Linked DNA regions of Mus musculus: regions 2, 3, 4, 5 and 6 are each linked to region 1. The links are chromatin contacts, called in public Hi-C, HiChIP or PLAC-seq and promoter capture Hi-C maps. All regions are on one chromosome and are shown on one strand. The core of a region is the stretch at or near the end of the contact, and the rest is flanking DNA. Distances in the headings are between cores, read along the strand shown.

Region 1 (3,207 bases), core at 213-2,712:
CAAATTTAGGAAGATCTGGGGAGGAGCAAAGGATTAACCAAGAGCCAACCGGAGCAGCAGTTGGGGGTGGGGCAGCAAGTCGGGAGCCCAGAACTGGGCAGGGCAGGGAGCAAGAGCTAGCTGGTGTGAGCGCGCGGGTCTGCCTGAGGACTTGGGCTGTGGTTCTCAAGCTTGTCCTAATGCCTTTCCGCCAGTGAGAGCATTGTGAACTATTTCCTTCCTCTGGGTCACAGAACCCCTCCCTCTTTCTCAGTTCAGGAGCCTCTCTCGACTTTTTCTTAGGGGCCGGGGTTGGAAGGGCTCAGCTTTTGTGACTTTCGTAACGCGGATGCTGCCTTTCCCTTCCCGGTAGGAAGCGGGGAGGGGGGGGGAGGGGAACTCGGTTTCCTTCCACCCCATCACCCAACCCTCCTTCCCCCCACACCGTTCCCCCCCGCCGCCGCTTTGGACTTGATACTGAAGTGGGGAATCTTAGATGCATCTGTCCGCCTGGCCTGCGGCCTGCAGCAGCTGCTGTTAAGATTTTGGAAGAACGCAGACTAGAAGGGAGTTGCTTCTCCAATGAAGAAGAGAAAGCAGAAATCCCTTTTTTTTTTTTTTTTTTTTTTTTTTTTGTCTCTAGGGAACTAAAGCTGGTTCCAGATAGACTATTCTGGAAAAAGCCAAGATACACACACACACACACACACACACACACACACACACATCGCCCCACCCCCACCCCCCACCCCAGAGGTCTCTAGGTAGGACTTGAGGAAACTGTTAAGGTCGTTCCACGTGGATTTTTAGAATCCAGAGTTGGAGAGGTGCTCTATGAACCACCACCACCACCACCACACACACACACACACACACACTCTCTCTCTCTCTCTCTCTCTCTCTCTCTTCCTCTCTCTTTCTTTTCTCTTCCTGAGAAGCGCAGAATCAACACTTTGCCCAAGAAAAGCTGGGGTAAAGAGAAGGACGCTTTAGCCATGGTGCCCATGGAAACGTAGACGAGACGGAAAAGTAGGGTGCTTTTTAAGAAAAGGCAGCTGTAGCTAATAGCCCACTTTGGGGCAGAAGAGGCTCTGACTAGGGGAGAAAAGGAATGTTGAGGAATCTTTTCAATTCGACCCTCTTTCTTGGAAACTGCAGCCCAGCCGGGGCACAGGAAGGGCGACAGGAAGCAGGGTGGTCCGGGAATCAGCAGCCGAGAGATGAAGTTAAAGGTTCACTCTTTTCCCCAGAGCAGCCAGCGCTGTACAAAGTGCTGGTCCCAGCGCTGTTTCGGCGTCTTACACCCCCAGAGTGACGAGCTGTGGCGTGAGGCCAGGGCGGAGGCTGCCCCCTCCCCCTTCAGGCCCCGAGGCGCAGAGCTCGGTTTAGCACCGACTGAGCTCAGGGGGCGGTGTCGCAGTGTTGGGGGAAGGAGGGGCTCCTATGTGGCTATAAAGGGGCGGCCGGGGCTGCCTGGTCCTTGCACTCGCTAGAAAGCAGCTCCGAGCTAGGTGCTATCGCAAGGCCAGAGCGCACAGCCCGGCGGAGAGAGCAGATCCTTGCTCAGATCGAGTCAAATCGGGGCCAAGGCGGAGGACGAAGAGTCCAGGCTCCTATTCTGGACTTGTTCCCCAGCTCCGGGGGCGCTTCTAGGTCCTGCAGCAGCCAGCAGTGCGGAGCCACCAACTCGGTGCTGGAATGAAAAAATTCCCGCGCGCCAGTGCAGAATCTTTCTAAGTGACCCGGAGCTTCGGGTGCTAGCTCTGCACGAACTTTCCCATCAAAGTGATCGTGAATTTTAAGCATCAGGAGCAGGCCAGCGAAGCTCTACGCGTCTAAACGTCTATCCAGACCAAGAGTTCTCTGCGGTGCAGGGTGCGGTGCCATGCAGCCAAAAGTCCCTTTGGGGTCACGCAAGCAGAAGCCCTGCTCCGACATGGGGGACGTCCAGCGGGCAGCGAGATCTCGGGGCTCTCTGTCCGCACACATGCTGTTGCTGCTCCTCGCTTCCATAACAATGCTGCTATGTGCGCGGGGCGCACACGGGCGCCCCACGGAGGAAGATGAGGAGCTGGTCCTGCCCTCGCTGGAGCGCGCCCCGGGCCACGATTCCACCACCACACGCCTTCGTCTGGACGCCTTTGGCCAGCAGCTACATCTGAAGTTGCAGCCGGACAGCGGTTTCTTGGCGCCTGGCTTCACCCTGCAGACTGTGGGGCGCAGTCCCGGGTCCGAGGCACAACATCTGGACCCCACCGGGGACCTGGCTCACTGCTTCTACTCTGGCACGGTGAACGGTGATCCCGGCTCTGCCGCAGCCCTCAGCCTCTGTGAAGGTGTGCGTGGTGCCTTCTACCTACAAGGAGAGGAGTTCTTCATTCAGCCAGCGCCTGGAGTGGCCACCGAGCGCCTGGCCCCTGCCGTGCCCGAGGAGGAGTCATCCGCACGGCCGCAGTTCCACATCCTGAGGCGAAGGCGGCGGGGCAGTGGCGGCGCCAAGTGCGGCGTCATGGACGACGAGACCCTGCCAACCAGCGACTCGCGACCCGAGAGCCAGAACACCCGGAACCAGTGGCCTGTGCGGGACCCCACGCCTCAGGACGCGGGAAAGCCATCAGGTATAAGAGTGACCCCCATCTCTCAGTCTTTACGAGGCGTGACTTGGGGTCACACTCCAGATCGCCTCTAAATGCGAATGACTCAGACTTGCAGTGAATTGAAGTTCTGGGTCGTGACCTTCCCGCTCCCCCCCCCAAAAAAAGTGTGACCATACTCTGCTAGAACACTTATTTGCCCGAATAGTTAATAATTTGAGAAAGAGAGAAAGAATCGGAGGTCCTGTAGATAAGGGCTAAGCGTTTCCTCCGCGAAGCCAATAACCCGACTCCTTACACTGAAGAATCTCTCTCCATCCCTTTAATGCCTTTAGTGAATGTATGAGTTCACTTTAACTAGGTTGTAGTTTCGCGCTGAGTTTTGTAACGTCAGTCCGTGTGAGCACGTAGCGCTCAAAGGAGGGCGGAGTAGAGGAGCCATGGTGACCTGGATGTGCGTTCAGGAGCCTGGGCAACGGCAGTGGTGATCTCATTTCTGTGGCCTTCCGTCTGTCCCCTTCCCCCATTTGAAAAGCTGACCCCGATGGCTGGTGGCTCCGTTGGGCCCCTCTGCAGAACCTGCTTGGGAGGTCTTTGCTTGGCTCGCCCCGCCTCCACGCGCCTCCTACCTCGG
Region 2 (3,207 bases), core at 319-2,818, 1.3 Mb before region 1:
TACCCAATTCATTCTATAAAGCCACAGTTGCTCTGATACCTAAACCACACAAAGACCCAAGAAAGAAAGAGAACTTCACACTAATTTCCCTTATGAATATTGATGCAAAAATTCTCAATATTATCTGAAATGGAATCCAAGATGAAGAAGGCTGTAATCAACTTCTTACCAGGTTAATGTAACATGGGATTGGCTGTGACACTTTCATTCATAGTAAGTGCCTGGATTGATGAAATGGAGCCACATTATGGGGCAACTGAAACAGACAGGACATCTCATTCTCTTAGCAGCAAGAACACGATGGTCTTCTGGTACCCTGGAGCTCTGAGCATCCTAACATTTTTTTAAATTTATTTTTTATTCTTTTTTTTTTTTCAAAAAAATCAATCATTCTACTTATTTACATCTCAAGTAGATAGGCACAGCCCCCAGTTGAGGGTTGGAGCCACCCACCCATCTCAAAGGTTTTAAACCCAGAAATGTTCCTACCCAAAGGAAAGACAGGGCCAAAAAAAAAAAATGAAGCAGAGACTAAAGGAAGGGCTGTCCACGGACCACCCCACCTGGGAATCCATCCTGTTTGCAGACACCAAACTGTGACATTGTTGCTCTTGTCAGGAGGAGCTTGCTGACAGGAATCTGATGTGGCTGTTCCTTGGGAGGTTCTGCCAGCAACTGACCTAAGTAAAACTCTTACTGCTCACAAGTTTCAGGTTTGTCAAATACTGTGATAGTCCTTCCATTAGCTCTTTTCTTCTTTCTAACCCATGATTATTTATGCTTTACAGCACTCTGCGCTGCCGATTTTTGTACATTTCCCAATTCTTCCATTGTCTACCAATTTGGGAATTTCACGGTTGGGTTCTTCTCCGTAAAACCCAGCCAAACAAATTGATTATCATCATCATCATCATCTCTGATAGGGTAGAATGTTTGCTTACCCCTCGTCACCTACTGGGTGAGAAGGACACACGTAGCTGGCCAGGTTCAATTGGGACTGTTGCATCACAGAAACCTTGTGCATCACCCCTACAAAGAACCCAATAATGGTTGCTTCTTGAACAAGGCCAGTGCTATGAGTGTGACAGTTGCCTACAGAGTTGAGAAGCTAGTGAGACAAGAAGCTCCATGGGACCTAGCAGCGCACACCTTCATTCTTCTTGCAGTTTTTCCAGCTTGCCTAAGCAATGCGTAAAAAAAAAAAAAAAAAAAAAAAAAAGAAAAAAAAAAGCAGAGTTCCTTTTAACAATGTGAGAATTTTATTTGCACGTAATTTATGAGTCCACCTTTCAAACTTGTAGGGGGTTGCATTTTGAAATCTGTGAACCCTCAGCTCTTCAAGAGCTTATATTAATCTCAGATGCTCATTAGGGAGGGAGAGAGAACACCCCTGAATTTAATAGTCTTGGTTTCTCTGCCAGCCCAGCTGGAGTTGGCATGTGAGTTGTGTTGCAACATCAACCTTTCCTTGTTCTTTTGCTAAATACTCCCTGGTTGTTTCCTGCACATAGAGAACACCAAAGGAGACCATGTCTAATCTCTGAAAGCAAATGAGTCACCTCTAGCGGTGACTCTGATAGTCAACAAAGTTTGAGCCATTTGAATGTATGAGTTAAAAGAGTTTCTGGGCAGTATGCATTTTGAATTCTTGGAATGTTGGTTACATAGGAGATCAAGGGAGATGATTATAAATAAAGGATTTAAAAATAATTAAAACAAAATCCAAACCCATTGCCATTTGTAGATTGTTGTAAATGCCGTCAAATAGAGGACAACACTGAACTGTTAAGTAATGGACCTGGGAATGCCCATGGGTAACCACACTTGGGAGATTGTGGAGAGGAAGGATAAATAGTTTACTCCACAAGGAAAGTTAAATTTTCACATGTATTAAACTAATGTTGTAGGCCACCTGCTAGTGGTGTATGTCCTAACAAGTTATCACATTAATTTCAGTACCACTAAGGGTTTGATTTCAAAGAAAATCAATTAATATGCCATATCTATAATCTACCATACTGATATCTCATAGCTGCTATAAGGATTGTAGTGAGATAATGGTAAATAAATTTATCGCCACTCACTTATGACAAGAGTATAGTCCATGAAAAAACATTAGAGTAGATAGAGATAGCATCAGTGGTGCCAAGAGGAAGCTGTGGAGTTGAAAGTATTGGCTTGAATTTCAGATCATCTCCTTAGCCATGACTTTGAGATTATTTCACTTCCATTGAGTGTGCATTGTTTACCCTGTAAAAGGACAGTAACAAGGCCAATTTACTCTGTAAGACTGGTATGAAGCCATTATAATATACACAAGTCCTTTAGGATGTGACTTTTAGTGTGTGTTCAATAAACATTATCAAGACATTATTGGCAAAAATGACTCACATTTGAACTTTTGCTTATTTAGGGGGGAATAAATATAACACATTTTTGAGGCAGCTTAGATGACCAAAAACAAATTGATGGGGAGGAACAATTAATTCTTATTCTGGTGTTCAGAAAACCCAGTGGAGCTTTGGATAATAACTTACAGAAAGTCAGGTACCACACTATTGCAAAAGTTTTGACCAGTCTATATTTTCCCACGATGCACATTATATTCATCCTGCAAAAGAAGACAGAGATTGCAAACATTGTTAAGTAGTAGTACGGCTGTGGTGCAAACACAGCTTCCTCAGCAAGACAACCAGATACATTTTGAAGTATGAGTGTTCTCTGAATGTATTAAGGCCCCTTTTTTAAAAATATTTTTTATTATTATGTATTTTCCTCAATTACATTTAGAATGCTATCCCAAAAGTCCCCCATACCCTCCCCCCTACTTCCCTACCCACCCATTCCCATTTTTTGGCCCTGGGGTTCCCCTGTACTGGGGCATATAAAGTTTGCAAGTCCAATGGGCCTCTCTTTCCAGTGATGGCCGACTAGGTCATCTTTTGATTCATATGCAGCTAGAGTCAAGAGCTCCGGGGTACTGGTTAGTTCATAATGTTGTTGCACCTACAGATCTCTTTAGCTCCTTGGATACTTTCTCTAGCTCCTCCATTGGGGGCCCTGTAATTCATCCAATAGCTGACTGTGAGCATCCACTTATGTGTTTGCTAGGCCCCGGCCTAGTCTCACAAGAGACAGTTATATCAGGGTCCTTTCAGCCAACGCTTGCTAGTGTATGCAATGGTGTCATCGTTTGGAGGCTAATTA
Region 3 (3,207 bases), core at 289-2,788, 1.2 Mb before region 1:
CTCTCGACATATGGTAATCTACCTCTCAACACTGCAAATTCATTCGTATGGACCAGCAAGCTCTTCCTTTAGGGCACAATGGGCCTTGGGCAGGGTGAGCATGCTGTGTGTAGCTCTAAGTCACTTGCCTTTTCAGATAATGTATCTTTGTTATTAATATTAATGTTTTTCTTCTTCTTCCACTCTGGATTTTATTCCCATCCTGGTCTACCCTCTGAATGTTCTACATCCCATACAGCCTCCCCACCCTCCTGTTTCCACAAGGATGCCTCCCCTGCCACCAGACGTCTAAAGTCCCTGGGGCCTCCAGTCTCTTGAGGGTTAGGTGCATCATCTCTGACTAAACACAGACATGGCAGTCCTGTGCTGTATATGTGTTGGGGGCCTCATATCAGTTGGTGCATGCTGCCTGGATGGTGGTCCAGTATCTGAGAGATCTCAGGAGTCCAGGTAATTGACACTGCTGGCCCTCCTACAGGGTCACCCTCTGCCTCAGCTTCTTTCAGCTTTTCCCTTATTTAACTACAGGGGTCAGCAGCTTCTGTCCATTGGTTGGGTGCAAATATCTGCATCTGACTCTTTCAGTTGCTTTTTGGGTCTTTCAGAGTGCAGTCATACTAGGTCCCTTTTTGTGAGCACTCCATAGCCTCAGTAATTGTGTCAGGCCTTGGGGCCTCCACTTGAGCTGGATTCCACTTTGGGCCTGTTGCTGGACCTTTTTTTCCTCAGGCTTTTCTCCATTTCCATCCCTGCAGTTCTTTCAGACAGGAACACTTATGGATCAGAGTTGTAACTGTGGGATAGCAGCCCTATTCCCTTACTTGATGTCCTGTCTTCCTGCTGGAGATGGGCTCTACAAGTTCCCTCTTGCTACTGTAGGGCATTTCATCTAGGGTCCCTCTCTTTAAGTCCTGAGAGTCTCTCACCTCCCAGGTCTCTGGTGAATTCTGGAGGGTCCCCCCTAAGCTCCTACCTCCTGAGGTTGCCTGTTTCCATTCTTTCTGCTGACCCTCAGGGCTTTAGTCCTTTTTTCCCCCACTCAATATCATATCACATTCCCCTCTCCTCTCCCCTGTCTGCTTTCCCTCCCAGGTCCCTCTCTCCCTCCCCCATTATGGTTGCTTTCTTCTCTCTCCCCAGTGGGCTCTTCAGCTTGTTGACATTTTTGGGTTCTGTGGACTCTAAGGAACACCTGTTCTGTTAAAGAGATGAGCTGTGCTGAGCAGAGGGAGTTCTGTGGGCATAGCACTGGCATAACAACAAGGGTGGAAGACACTATTTCTAAGCTTGGCCAGATGACACAAATGACAGATCTGGAATGGACATTGGGCATGAGGAGAAATGAAAAGGACAGGAATCAGAAGATGATAAATTCACTGTCTCATTCATGAATGTTCTGGTTAATCATTGCCATACAGAAAGAAGGGAGACTAGACAACTAGATCATAGGATGAGTGTTTTGCTGATTCTTAAATTCATAACATTTCTTTGTTGCTCTATATCCAGCCTCTTGTTTTATCTCATGGTTGCCTAGATACACAGCTTTGGGTGCTGACAAATTCCCAAGGATGAGAATCTTGGCTCTTTGAGAACTCTAGAATTGTGTCTCTAAAGACATTTCTCAGCCACAGAATGTCATCAGAGCAAATTTGTGGCCTCTTAATATTTTCCAGAGGACAGTAAATTTTGGACATAGCCCTATCAAAGGGAACATGGGACTTCAGGAAGTTTCAGAAATGTGTAGTTTCCAGTTAGAATGGTGTCAGTGTGACATTTTGTGTGATACATAGTGTTCTCTGCTCAAAGATGTTTCTGGGACAGAGAAGAAACGTTGTGAACTTTTGTGTCAAGATATGAACAAGGGAGAAACTGGACTGGAAGGATCCTCTTTGTACCTGAGCTCTGTTAGAAGGAAACTGGAACTATAATCTCTTTTCCTGGCAGTGCCTTCTCTTCTCCTGGCAGCATCCTCTTCACAAAGTGGAGTTGATGTGGTTTTCAGTGTCACTTTTCAACAGGTGACAGAAAGTCCATTGTGTATACAATAGGAAATGTTTTTATTTTGAAAATAACTTTCTGAAAAAAAAAACAGATATGAATTATATGCCTTTCACATTCTAAGAGCTATATTGGAGTCTATAATGCTTCAGTATTTCATTTAACACAAAAAATTTAAAATGCACATGTAAGGTGAACTTAATGAAGTTAATTTAATTACTTATAGTAGCAGTCAACACTAGAAAAAGCTACAGAATTATTTTTTTAATTAGATGTTTTTTTCATTTACATTTCAAATACTATCTCCTTTCTTAGTTTCCTCCCCTATACCCTCCTCCTCCCCCTGCTCCCCAGCCTACCCACTTCCACTTCCTGGCCCTAGTATTCCCCTATAATGGGGCATAGAATCTTCAAGCTGCAGAATTAACCCTATAACCATCAAACCTTTCCAGTGGTATGTGCTGTCCTTGCTTAACTCATATGGTAGAGAATCTCTCTTTGTAATGTTGAGAGTGAACTGAATTGGGACTGCCATTTGGGGAATTCTGTTTCTGCTCTTTCTCATAACTGGTGTCTGTAAAAGGAACATTAAAATTTTGCTGCTGTGTTTTTTGATTGGTTAAGATAAAAGAGAGAGATTGAATTAGTCTGTTTCTCTTAAACCTCAGAAGACTACTGTTTACCTCTATGCTTCCTATGGCCCTGAACCATGATCACCATCCCATCTCTTTCACTTGGATCCTTTGGATATTTTCTCTAAACCTGAATATTTTACTATTTTACTTCAGATTTCCCTTTATTTAGAAGTATTCCTTCTGGTTATTTTAGAACTTCTGTGTGACTATTGGTTTCATGGAGTTTGGGATGAGTAGGTTAGACTCTCACCTCTTTGTCCAAGCTAGAAGCTACTAGATTCCTACTCACCTCGAGGAGCTAAGATCCCGTGAGTTCCAAATCTCTACACATTTCTCCAGCCTCACTTTTTCTTGTGTCAAATATGACCAAAATCTTACATAAGTCACTGGCATGTTAGATTTATGTAGGGATGCAGCTATTCTATTATTTTACAAACTAAGTTATTTGGGTAATATAATAGCTGATCGACCCCACAAGAGTGTGTTCCACAGCCTTTCCAAGTAAAGCTCATGAATCATTATGATTTCATCAAGTTTGAAGAGAAGGAATGACTGATTGGTGGTGGTATGAGTC
Region 4 (3,207 bases), core at 402-2,901, 1.1 Mb after region 1:
AGGAGGAGGAGGAGGAGTGGCTCAGTTGTTCTTGCAGCGCAAAACCATCTGTAACTTCATTTCCAAGGGATCTGATGCCCTCTTCCGACCTTCTCTAGCACCAGGCAAGCATAGACAGGTATGCAGGAAAAAAATTATACATATTTTGAAGGAACTCTTGGTCAAAAGTCTATCTTGGGTAGGTCTCTCCAACTCTCCAAACGTTGCTTGGCAGACATTCAAGGCAGTTGTGTGGGTTAATAAACAGTTTTATAATTAGCATATATTCAGTACTTGTTGGTCAGTATCACCTGTGGCATCCTTCCAGCAAAATTACTTTCTGCGATAGTAGACGCTCCAATCAGCTGTGTGCAGATGTGCTTATGATTAATTTTTCTCAAGCTAACGTCCAGAGGATTGTTTTAAATGTGGCCGTGAACTATAGTTTTCGGGGTGGGGTGAAATGGACACAATCTCTAAAAGCTGTGAAGCTGAAAGCTTTCAGGGGAACCATAGAACATTTAAGGAAGAAACACACATGCACGCTCACACGCGCGCACACTTTTCCAGAGTTGATTTAGAACTTCTATTGTTAGGAAAAGGTGTGTTAAGTAGCTAAAGGCTTCTCCAGCTCCTACCTAAGCCTTCTTGAGGAGGGATTGCAGGCATCAGTCACTATTCTCGGCCGAGGACTTTACATGAGATAGGCCAGTACAATATTGAATGGTTGAATCCAAATTTATACTTACATGTCTTGCCTTAAAGATGAGGAAAGGTCTTAACACTTTCCCTATGCAATTGTAAACATGTATTATTTGGGCCAAGGAGACAGCACATTTGTGTGGCATAAAACATAGCATTTGTGACCGAGCTTACCCTTCCGCCTGGTGGCAGTGTGTGCTCCACCACAAGTTAAAAGTAGGGATCATGTGAAAATTCCTGACTAAATTTATAAAACTATATTGGTTCATTGGTTCAGCTTTGCAGAAGTAAAGAATGCTGCTCCAACGGGAACGTGCTGGCACCACAAAGGCGTTAGATGTAGCAGTGTGTTTTTACCAACCGTCATAACAAATATTTGCTGAGCTGCCAAGCACGGTTTGCGTTTCTGGGATACATCCAGGGACGAGACACAGATTCCCGGTTACTCCGTGCAGTCGTGCCTAGATCATTCGGAAAAGAGTTCTAGGACGTTCTTTGCAAAATCAACACGACGTGTTTCCAAGAGCCCAGGAACGTGGCCGACTAAACGGTGAACCGGGTTCAGCCCCACTGCAGCCGACCTGAAACTCACTTTTGCAAACCTCTTTTATTTCCACCCTCTAGAGTTGTACCCGGCGTGGCTGGCCAGACTGTCAAAGACGTAACGCAAAGAGTCCTCCTCTAATTTTTTTCTGCCGGGAATCTGGAACCCTCGTGAGACAAAGGCGCCTGTGTGACTCCTCTGTCCAATAGACACTTCTGCGACTCCTCAGGGCAGCCGGTCGTCCCCGAGCCAAGGACAAGACTCGCAGCGCGGCCAAGGGTGAGCCATCCAAGGAGAGGCGCGCATGCGCCCCCGCGTGGCTCGGCGCGCTCCTAGCATCCGGTCCCGAGCTGATCAGTCCTACGGAACCTCCGCCGCGGGTTCCGCGTTTCCGGGGGAAGAGGGACGAGAAGGACCGGGACGCCGAGCTACCTTGGCTACTTCGGGAAGCCATGGCTACCGCGGTGGGAAGGCTGGTTCTTCGGCGGCCCGGCGCGGGCGGCGGGGCTCGCTGGAGTGAGTTTTTTGTGTTCCCGGTGTGGGAAGACAATCTGGGGTGCAGGAATCAGGGAAAGAGAAGGGATGCGGGCATGGGCGGCTCTTGTGGGGGGTTTTAGGAGCCCCAGTCTTCGGCAAACATGTCCCCATCTCCCAGGGAGTGAGGACTCGCGCTTGCCTAGCCAAGTCCCTTGCTTTGGGGTGTGGAAGAAAAGTTCAGCATTTCTCATGCTAGCTATTGATCGTTTGGACACGGGGATTCCGCCTTCCTGGAGCGTTCTCCTCCCCTCCAGACCGTTTCCAACTACAACTTTGCTCTCCTTCCCAATCGAGTCTGGTTTTAGGACGCCACTGAGGAAATCGGTGGTGATGTGAGAGTAAATCAGAGCCCAGCGTTTTTGTTTTTTGTTTTTTCGTTGTTGGATCCTAAATTATTAACATTATAAAGTGGTTCAAGTTTGCCTCAGTCGAATTTTTGACTTATGTTCTGCAAAATTCTACCGTTTTCAATACTTGTTACAGGTCCAGAGTAAACTACGTACTTTGCTTTCTTAATAGGATTTATAGCGACGTCGCCAGCTGCCGAGCTGTCACCCACGGAGCTGACAGAAATGCGGAATGATCTGTTTAACAGAGAGAAAAGCAGGCAGTTATCGTTAACCCCCCGAACGGAGAAGATCGAAGTTAAGCATGTTGGGAAAACTGATCCCGGCACTGTCTTCGTGATGAATAAAAACATCTCAACCCCTTACAGTTGTGCCATGCGTAAGCAGCAGAACAATGTTGACCATTTTACACGCGCTGTGCAGAGCACTGCAGAGGGGAACATGCTGTCATTACTTGGCGAAGCTGTAGAATTTATTTGCAGCCATTTTGCCACCCACTGTCCCCTTTGTTTTGTGGGTACGGTGGGTATCGTAGCATTTCTCTGCTGTACAGGTTGTCTCCCTAGTTTGTCTGAATATGACTATGTAATATGCATGTTCTGGGAGCATTTATCTAGCAGGTCTCATTAAAGTATTTTGAGGGTTGTTTTTTTGGTTTGTTTTGGTTTGTTTTTTTCTTGAGTTTTCATTTATTCTACCTTTATCTTTTTAGTTTTTTTTTTCCCCCCGAGTATATGTCTCATCTCCTTCCTACTTGTCCCATGTTGTGGTTTTATCTAGTATAGGTACTAAATGTGTGAATGGAAACATAAGTATAGTGAATGCTGACGTTAATTGTTTTGTTTCTATTGTTAGAGAGGTCGTTGGCTGTAAAGGTACTGATAGGATTTGGATAGGGCTTCCATAGATAGGATATTTAAACTGAAATATCTCCCGAATAGTAGATAGGCACGGTTGGCTGTTGTTTAGCTTTTTAAAAGACTCTGTAATAGTACCATTAGGGTAATTGACAGCATTGGTTCTAGGTAAGGCTCTGATGTGTACTCAGTCTCCACTCTGGCAGTTAAACAAGCACTGGTGATAATGACTCATTTGATT
Region 5 (3,207 bases), core at 509-3,008, 1.1 Mb before region 1:
ATGAATTTACAACTTTTCTTCTGAAATCATTCATTCTTTTTGGAAAATAGGATGGGAACAAAAGAGGAAGAAGGAAAGGAAAGATTGTGTTTAACATGATAAGGCTTTGAAATTAGCTCCTGCATATGATCCATTGTGTAATGAAGTTTTGATCAATAACATACTGCCACAATCTTAGATAATTTAGCATTATATTTTCCTTACAGTAATAAAATTAAAGAAACGAATTCCGTTAATCAGTTGAGCATGTCAGTGTTTTTGTTTCATAACTGTCAATTTTCCAGTCTCCAACTGCAACCACTTTTCTCTTGAATGAAAGGAACAGATTTGTTTGCATTTTATTTCTTATGAATGGGAACTTGCAGTTCATGCTCTATGAATGGATCACTAAGTGCTTAATCCAACATTTCAGCATCATTTCTTTCCTAATGCACACTGCATACAAGCAAATTGATTCTAACTAGACAGTTATTTTTCCTTTCTATTTTTAAAAGTCATTAAGTAATGCTTCTTGGAAGAAGACTCTGTCTTAAGTGTTCCACTGTTGAAAGTAAATGAAAAAAAATTCATTGAAGAGAGTGTTTCCTTCTGTGGTATGATTTTGAGAAATCAAATAACTATAGCCATCATTATAGAAAATTATTATGTTTTATTTGTCTATACCATATACAGCCTCATATCTAGATAGTCATGCAATCATACCATTTCATGTTAAGAATGGTGGTGAAAAAATTTCATTCGCATTGCCATTGAATTAAAGTACAGTTTATTAACAGTTGTGTGTGTGTGTGTGTGTGTGTGTGTGTGTGTGTGTGTGTGTGTTTGTAATTTGAGCTTGCTTCTTTGAATAAATTGTTGTTCACAATTTTTTTCTTAGCAAAGCAAGAGGAGTCCTACTGCTCTGTTCTTCCACTGGGAAATAATTTGTCAATTTATTTATTTTTTTAATCTTTGAGTCAGGTCTTTATTAATTATGAGGCCCTTTAGCTCTGACTGTCATAATCAATCTGAACAGAACATTTAGTGACATGGACATGCCATTTTCTGATATACTAGAGGTAAAAATATTTAGTGAGTTACATAAAAGAATTATTTCAACTGTTCATTAAAGAACATAAAAATAGCACATTATTTTCATCAGCTTCATAGAAGTATATGTATATGCATATTTATATGTAAAATTATTGGGCCCATTTTTTAGAGTAATGACATTTATTTATAAAACTGAGAATTCTTCAATAAACAAACATGTTAAACTGTTTACTTACTTTCTGTTTAGCAATATTTGAGAGTTGGCATATAGTTAATGAACCATTGCTGCATAATAATACTGCTATTAACTGGTGGTTTTATGTACTCTGTGTGATTGCTCTTAGAGGTTTTAGTACCCTTTGCATTTGGCTGTTTGTAATAGTATATGGTTATGGGCAAACTTTATATGATGAGGTCTGACTGTATAGATATTTATTATTCTAGTACTTTTCTTCATTGACTCTGAGAGAAGAAATTTGTTATGCAACCACAGAATTTTCTGAATTGGGGTTTGTGGCTCATTGTCTGAAGTATGGTCTAGACAATTTAAAATTCCTCAATTCTGAACATGCTGCATAGAATAAATTGCCAACTTGAATGCTGATTTAGCTGAGACATTGGATTTCATATTTCAGTGCTGCATTCCATTTGATTATACTAGATGTTGGACACAGAAGTACAACCCTGGTGTCCTGAATCCATGATAGCCATGAGTTTGTACTGCTTGGATACAACCCAGACAACCTTGAAGCCTGTCCAGCACAGTTAATATAAATTCCATGATCATCAGCACTGTGCAAGTGCTTCCCTGCTTGTTTCACAGTAAATACCAAAATGAAGAACAGCATCCTCAATTAGTTAAATTCTTCTGGTGTATTGGTTATATCCTTGAAGCTGTTTTGGTTGTTTTGGTAATATAGTTAATTGATACAAGATATTAAGGATATTTAATATTCTACTAGTTGAAAAATATTCAAGGATACACAATTGCTTCCAGGAAATTTTGAAAAAGACTAAAAGGTACATATTAGTCTTTAAACTTAGATATGAAAATGCAATTCAGTATATGATTCAGACATTCAAGAACAATGCCTGTTATATACAAAATATTCTCAACATTGTTAAGAATTCAGAGACAGTCATGTGCTATAATCTGTCTCTTAGATGATTGTAATTTAATTAAGATGTCTAGATATGTACACATTTACATGTGGGTGATTGCAAACATTAGTTTCTTCTATGTGTTGAAAAGTAAAGGCAAAGTATAATCAAATTATCAAAGCTGAGCCAAATAGAAATTGAACAGAAGGGAATTACCGATTTGTGAAAAAGACATGGCTGATTTCAACTTACAAAGAATGAAAAGTGAATTGTTGGAAAAATATAACACTTAGGGCAAAGCAAAGAAGTCAATAAATTATTGAGAGATAATGAATAGCTGTTTTAATGATGACATGTTATCTTTAGGTATAAATTATAATTTTTGTTGGCATCAGCTACATATTTCATCAATCACATGGCTTTCTCCTGTGCAATTTAAAATTAGTGTGATTTCAAAGCAGTGGAAATTGGTTCAACAGACATTTATGACTTAATGAATTCATCATCCCTCAATAATGTAATTATTTCACTTAGTAAATGTTCAATATTTCTTTGCTTACAGGTATTGGATTTTCTTAAAAATAAAGAAAACTTTTATGTCCATATATTGTTTATTTTCAGCTTCTTTCCAATAAACTATAAATAATATACAAATAAGAAAGGGAACTACTAAATGTAAGTGAGATCTTTTTGATGAAACATGAAGGTCATTTGGAGGAATTATCCAGAGCTGGTCATCTAGTGGACCAGGAAGACACAGAATTTCTACAGTTCAAAGGCTCATTTCTTGAATTACTTTGGGTACACAGAGAGCTCAAGGACTAAATAAGGACATTGAGTGGATTCCAGACACAGACGATAGCATGTGCTAAGTCTGAAAGCAAGGCAAATCTGGGCTCTTAAGGCCAGAGGAATGGAGTGTAGAGAAATGTACTTGATGCTAAGACCTAGGATAATATGTCTTTTCCAAGTGACTGATCATTTAATATCAATATTAGTACATAAGTTTTAATATAAATTAAACACAGCAATACCTAGACTTCTCAGACTATGACTTTACTCTCAGTTTTACAA
Region 6 (3,207 bases), core at 519-3,018, 1.0 Mb after region 1:
ATGGGAATAACAGAGAAAAACTATTTTATTTTTAAATGACTCCTGTTAAAGTGAGACTTAAAAGCTCAGAGGAACACAGAACTTTTCACCTTAACTTTTTGTTTTTTTAGTTACGCTACCTCCAGATTCCAGCTTCGTCGCTGATTTTCATACTCAGTACATTACCTCTCAAACCCTAAGTGTTCCGTTTGATACCAGCTGATATTTCAGCATGCATAAAGATTTCATTGCGAATGTCAACTTCCTGGCTTGATATATACCTCCCCCTGAGTCAGCAGGCACCCTGTTCGGGTTCTGAGCGGCAAATCGTTTTGTGAGCCCCCATCACTTTGGTCTGAGAAAAAGCCTCAGCGTTAGTGTTAAGACGTTCGTCGGGCAGAATAATTGAACTACTATTAAGTACTGTGACTAGAACTTGAACCTCAACAATAACACATTTACCCCTCCCTAGTGAAGAAACCAACAGAACAAAAGATAACAGGGAGGGGGAGGGTGTTTATCATCATCATCAACAACAACAACAACAACAACAACAAGGACTTCCTCACTTAAAAATAGATAGTAATTTCCTACCTTTTCCTAAAAAGTTAACGCGAAGAAAACAAAAATCAAATTTCAAATCACATTAGGCCAGCACCCGCGCAAATCCTCTTTCAAAGTACCCAGAGAAACTAAACTGGCTTTGGGACGCCTCCGCAGCTATGCCAGCTGCCAGCTCGCTCATTCATCGCCTGCGCCTTTCTAACAATCCTAACAGCCAGTCCCGCTGGCTGGACATCCCCTGAGGACACGGCAGCTGGCTGGAGCGGACAGACTTCTCTAAGCCGGTTTTGCAGGCGTAAAGGCGAAAAGCTACTGGGGCTCAGCTAATTTCACCCCGCTACCGCCTCTAAAGTGCTTTACCCAGCACCTTGCCCGGGGCAGCTGGGACCGTAACCACTGATCCCTCAGCCGCAGCTACTTAAGAGTGGCCTTCGCCAACCCCGGATGCCATCTTTCTTGGGCTCTTCGCATCTTGAATACTTAGAGAGTTTTGCATTCTGATCACGTCCCGGTGTCTTTGAAAACTTCCTCGGACTTTGCAAGGAGATGAGGATCGTCTGTTTTCTTCAATTCTTAACTGCCCAGATCCAACACTATTTACAAGACGCACAGGACTTCAGTCTCCCTGCCCAGAGCCTGCCCTCATCCAGATTACCCTCCGTGCTCCCAGACTGCAAAGCCTGGCGCCCCGAGACAGACCCCCTAGCACTGAGCGCCATGCCTGCAGGCGAGGGTCCCGGAGGCTGGTATAGCCAGACCGGAGGGTGGAAAGGACTGTTACCCCAGAGACTTACAGTCCAGGGCGACGATCAAGTAGTGTAGCAGCAGCAGCATCAGGAGGCCTTGGGGGCTCCTCGCCATCTACGCGGGCGCCAGCTGGCTGCCTAGCTGAGGGTCCCCCTGCAGGAGCGCGACAGGCGGCTGGGTCTCCCAGCACTTCGCCCGGCGGCGGAGCAGAGGAGGTCCCTGAGAGGTGGAAGCAGAGGGGCGGGTCCTGTCCCGATGTCAGTCTCTCCGGTCTGGGGTGTCTCCAGCGACTGTCGTGGGGGCAGGTCTTCTGGCCCTAGGACGTGGTGTCTGGGACAGTCCTTCTTTTGAAGGGTGGAAGAGGGTTGAGGGGAGGGCGTGGACGCGGGACGCGGTGTCCGCAGGGTCCTAAGCGAGTGGCGGCAGAGGACTAGCCTCTTGAGGGAGAACCCTGCAGGTCGGCCCCCCGCCCCCAGACTGATCCGCTTTGTGTCTAGTCCCGCGCTAGGCTGCCAGCTGTCCCCAGGGCGAGGAGCTGGGGGCAGGAGGAGCGCAGCCGGGTGGGATGGGCAGGGTGTGTGTGTGTTGGGAGCGGTAGTGGCTCGGTCTGTCTCGCCATGTCTCTCCTCTTGGCGCAAAAAAACTTCCTTTTCAGTGTTTTGCCTAGCGTGGGAGATATTTTTTGGAAAATTTCTATCTAGCGGACAAAACCGCTGGCGAAGCGCTCTTAAAGTATAGGGGCATGAGCTCAGCCCCTGCCTCTAGAAAGGGGGGGTGGGGAGGGGCGGAGGGGGCGGGGGACAAAGGCATCACTCAAGTTGCAAGTCAGGTCCCAGATTTTATCATCAGGCTTAGCCTCTTCTGGCTTCAAGTCCGTCCTCCCCGTCCCCCCAACCCCTTAGAGAGTTAAGGTGTGTTCTGGGCTCTTGGCTTCTTAGTTGTCATCTGGAAGTTCATCTAACGGTGTGAAATATTTATCTTGTTTCTTCCCCGTTATGTAACTGCCGCCTGTGGAGTTTTCCACATGTTAAAACTCTACAGCTGCCCTTTTGTCAGGTTTATTTTTGGTCTCATGTGCTTTTAAAAGGGAAATCCATTATGAATGCTCCAGTGCGTGCTTTAAAATTGACCCGCACTTCGGAAGCGTGCACTTGCAAAGGCGATTTTCACATTTCCTCTCCAGAACTGATGGCTGGGGCATTCAAGAAAATTGACCCGTCTGTGTAAAGGCCGTTGTCAGGTGAAGACATTTTTTAAAATCGTTTTAAATAAAGCTAAATAATAAATAATTATGTGTAGAGGATGGCTGATTTAGTGGTGGACCACTTACAAAGAATTGAGCCAGCCTTGCGGACAAAGGCTTAAGATATACTTAGATATGCAGAGCTGTGAGGAATGAGGCATCCCCACTGTTGCCTGGGCAACAGTGATGAAAGCTTTGGCCCTCATGGGGAAGGGGAGGGGACAGAAGACCCCTGAGGGCAAGAAAAGCAAAGTTAAAAAAAAAAAAAAAAAAAAAGGCAAAAATGGAGCTGGTAGCCCAAACTCACAAACAGTAAGGGAGTAAGGGTGTCATCTAACTTAAGACTTAAGGCAAAAAAAAAAAAAAAAAAAAAAAAAGACTTAAGGCCTGTGCTCAGAGACAGGTTAAGTCAATTGTCCTTGACAATCCAATTAAAAGAGTCAAATTAGTCGTGAAAACTGAGAAGAGAAAGGGAGAGATATTGATTGATTGATTGATTGATTCGATATAGCCACATTGTAGAGTTCCAGTGAACCCCAAGTCTGTCTTTGGGGCCCTGAAGTGAGATAAAATACAGAGCCAAGGATCCACACATCCATGCAGCCCACATCTAAGCCATTGTCTGGTCTTCAGTCTCGTCCTATAGGGTGGTAAGACAGGTTCTTAGAACCACG

The links. Hi-C and Micro-C count contacts between places; a contact is called where the count stands out from the background. HiChIP or PLAC-seq counts read pairs in DNA pulled down with a chosen protein or histone mark. Capture Hi-C pulls out chosen DNA fragments and counts their contacts.
Region 2: a Hi-C map of uterus shows a contact between it and region 1, with 6 times the contacts expected there. The contact joins the enhancer-like site here to the promoter of Adamts1 in region 1. A contact is called at or near these places in 13 of 39 promoter capture datasets (the 3T3-L1 cell line, 3T3-L1-derived adipocytes, the C10 cell line and 6 more), 7 of 484 Hi-C or Micro-C datasets (adipose-derived mesenchymal stem cells, cortical neurons, epidermal suprabasal cells and 2 more), 5 of 115 datasets of contacts at active chromatin or transcription factors (the NIH/3T3 cell line, astrocytes, embryonic forebrain and 2 more) and 1 of 9 other capture datasets (embryonic stem cells).
Region 3: a contact with region 1 is called in a Hi-C map of cortical neurons, with 9 times the contacts expected there. The contact joins the enhancer-like site here to the promoter of Adamts1 in region 1. A contact is called at or near these places in 10 of 39 promoter capture datasets (the 3T3-L1 cell line, 3T3-L1-derived adipocytes, the SN4741 cell line and 6 more), 10 of 484 Hi-C or Micro-C datasets (adipose-derived mesenchymal stem cells, cerebral cortex, cortical neurons and 3 more) and 9 of 115 datasets of contacts at active chromatin or transcription factors (the NIH/3T3 cell line, astrocytes, cardiomyocytes and 6 more).
Region 4: a Hi-C map of cerebellum shows a contact between it and region 1, with 3 times the contacts expected there. The contact joins the promoter of Mrpl39 here to the promoter of Adamts1 in region 1. A contact is called at or near these places in 5 of 39 promoter capture datasets (cranial neural crest, embryonic stem cells, hippocampal neurons and 2 more), 6 of 484 Hi-C or Micro-C datasets (cerebellar granule neurons, cerebellum, forebrain and 3 more), 6 of 115 datasets of contacts at active chromatin or transcription factors (astrocytes, embryonic forebrain, embryonic limb bud and 3 more) and 1 of 9 other capture datasets (embryonic stem cells).
Region 5: an H3K27ac HiChIP or PLAC-seq map of VIP interneurons shows a contact between it and region 1, with 24 times the contacts expected there. The contact joins the enhancer-like site here to the promoter of Adamts1 in region 1. A contact is called at or near these places in 7 of 39 promoter capture datasets (the 3T3-L1 cell line, the C10 cell line, cranial neural crest and 3 more), 1 of 15 datasets of contacts at CTCF or cohesin (the NIH/3T3 cell line), 13 of 115 datasets of contacts at active chromatin or transcription factors (VIP interneurons, craniofacial prominence, differentiating embryonic stem cells and 9 more) and 2 of 9 other capture datasets (embryonic stem cells and liver).
Region 6: a promoter capture Hi-C map of adipose tissue shows a contact between it and region 1, with 3 times the contacts expected there. The contact joins the promoter of Jam2 here to the promoter of Adamts1 in region 1. A contact is called at or near these places in 3 of 39 promoter capture datasets (cranial neural crest, embryonic stem cells and hippocampal neurons), 1 of 115 datasets of contacts at active chromatin or transcription factors (astrocytes) and 1 of 9 other capture datasets (adipose tissue).

Annotation. Positions count from the first base shown.
Region 1 is chr16:85,801,368-85,804,574 of GRCm38.p6, reverse strand. It overlaps Adamts1 (a disintegrin-like and metallopeptidase (reprolysin type) with thrombospondin type 1 motif, 1), which reads left to right and starts at 1,462. Exons shown (of 9, transcript NM_009621.5): 1 at 1,462-2,597. The coding sequence starts at 1,865.
Region 2 is chr16:87,090,457-87,093,663 of GRCm38.p6, reverse strand. No RefSeq gene overlaps it. Among named protein-coding and RNA genes, the nearest start is that of Gm32865, 36 kb to the left of the region's middle. Within about 2 kb of position 1,568, at least 12 of the 459 cell types and tissues checked have an H3K27ac peak or open chromatin away from gene starts, as enhancers often do. A contact at or near this core is called in uterus, where this site is marked.
Region 3 is chr16:87,022,187-87,025,393 of GRCm38.p6, reverse strand. All of the region lies in intron 2 of Gm38477 (a long non-coding RNA gene), which reads left to right. Among named protein-coding and RNA genes, the nearest start is that of Gm38477, 25 kb to the left of the region's middle. Within about 2 kb of position 1,538, at least 11 of the 459 cell types and tissues checked have an H3K27ac peak or open chromatin away from gene starts, as enhancers often do. A contact at or near this core is called in cortical neurons, where this site is marked.
Region 4 is chr16:84,733,688-84,736,894 of GRCm38.p6, reverse strand. Mrpl39 (mitochondrial ribosomal protein L39) reads left to right here and starts at 1,651. Exons shown (of 10, transcript NM_017404.5): 1 at 1,651-1,741; 2 at 2,282-2,488. The coding sequence starts at 1,678.
Region 5 is chr16:86,858,237-86,861,443 of GRCm38.p6, reverse strand. All of the region lies in intron 2 of Gm32624 (predicted gene, 32624), which reads right to left. Among named protein-coding and RNA genes, the nearest start is that of Gm32624, 43 kb to the right of the region's middle. Within about 2 kb of position 1,758, at least 1 of the 459 cell types and tissues checked has an H3K27ac peak or open chromatin away from gene starts, as enhancers often do. A contact at or near this core is called in VIP interneurons, where this site is marked.
Region 6 is chr16:84,772,684-84,775,890 of GRCm38.p6, reverse strand. Jam2 (junction adhesion molecule 2) reads right to left here and starts at 1,768. Exons shown (of 10, transcript NM_023844.5): 1 at 1,338-1,768. The coding sequence starts at 1,404.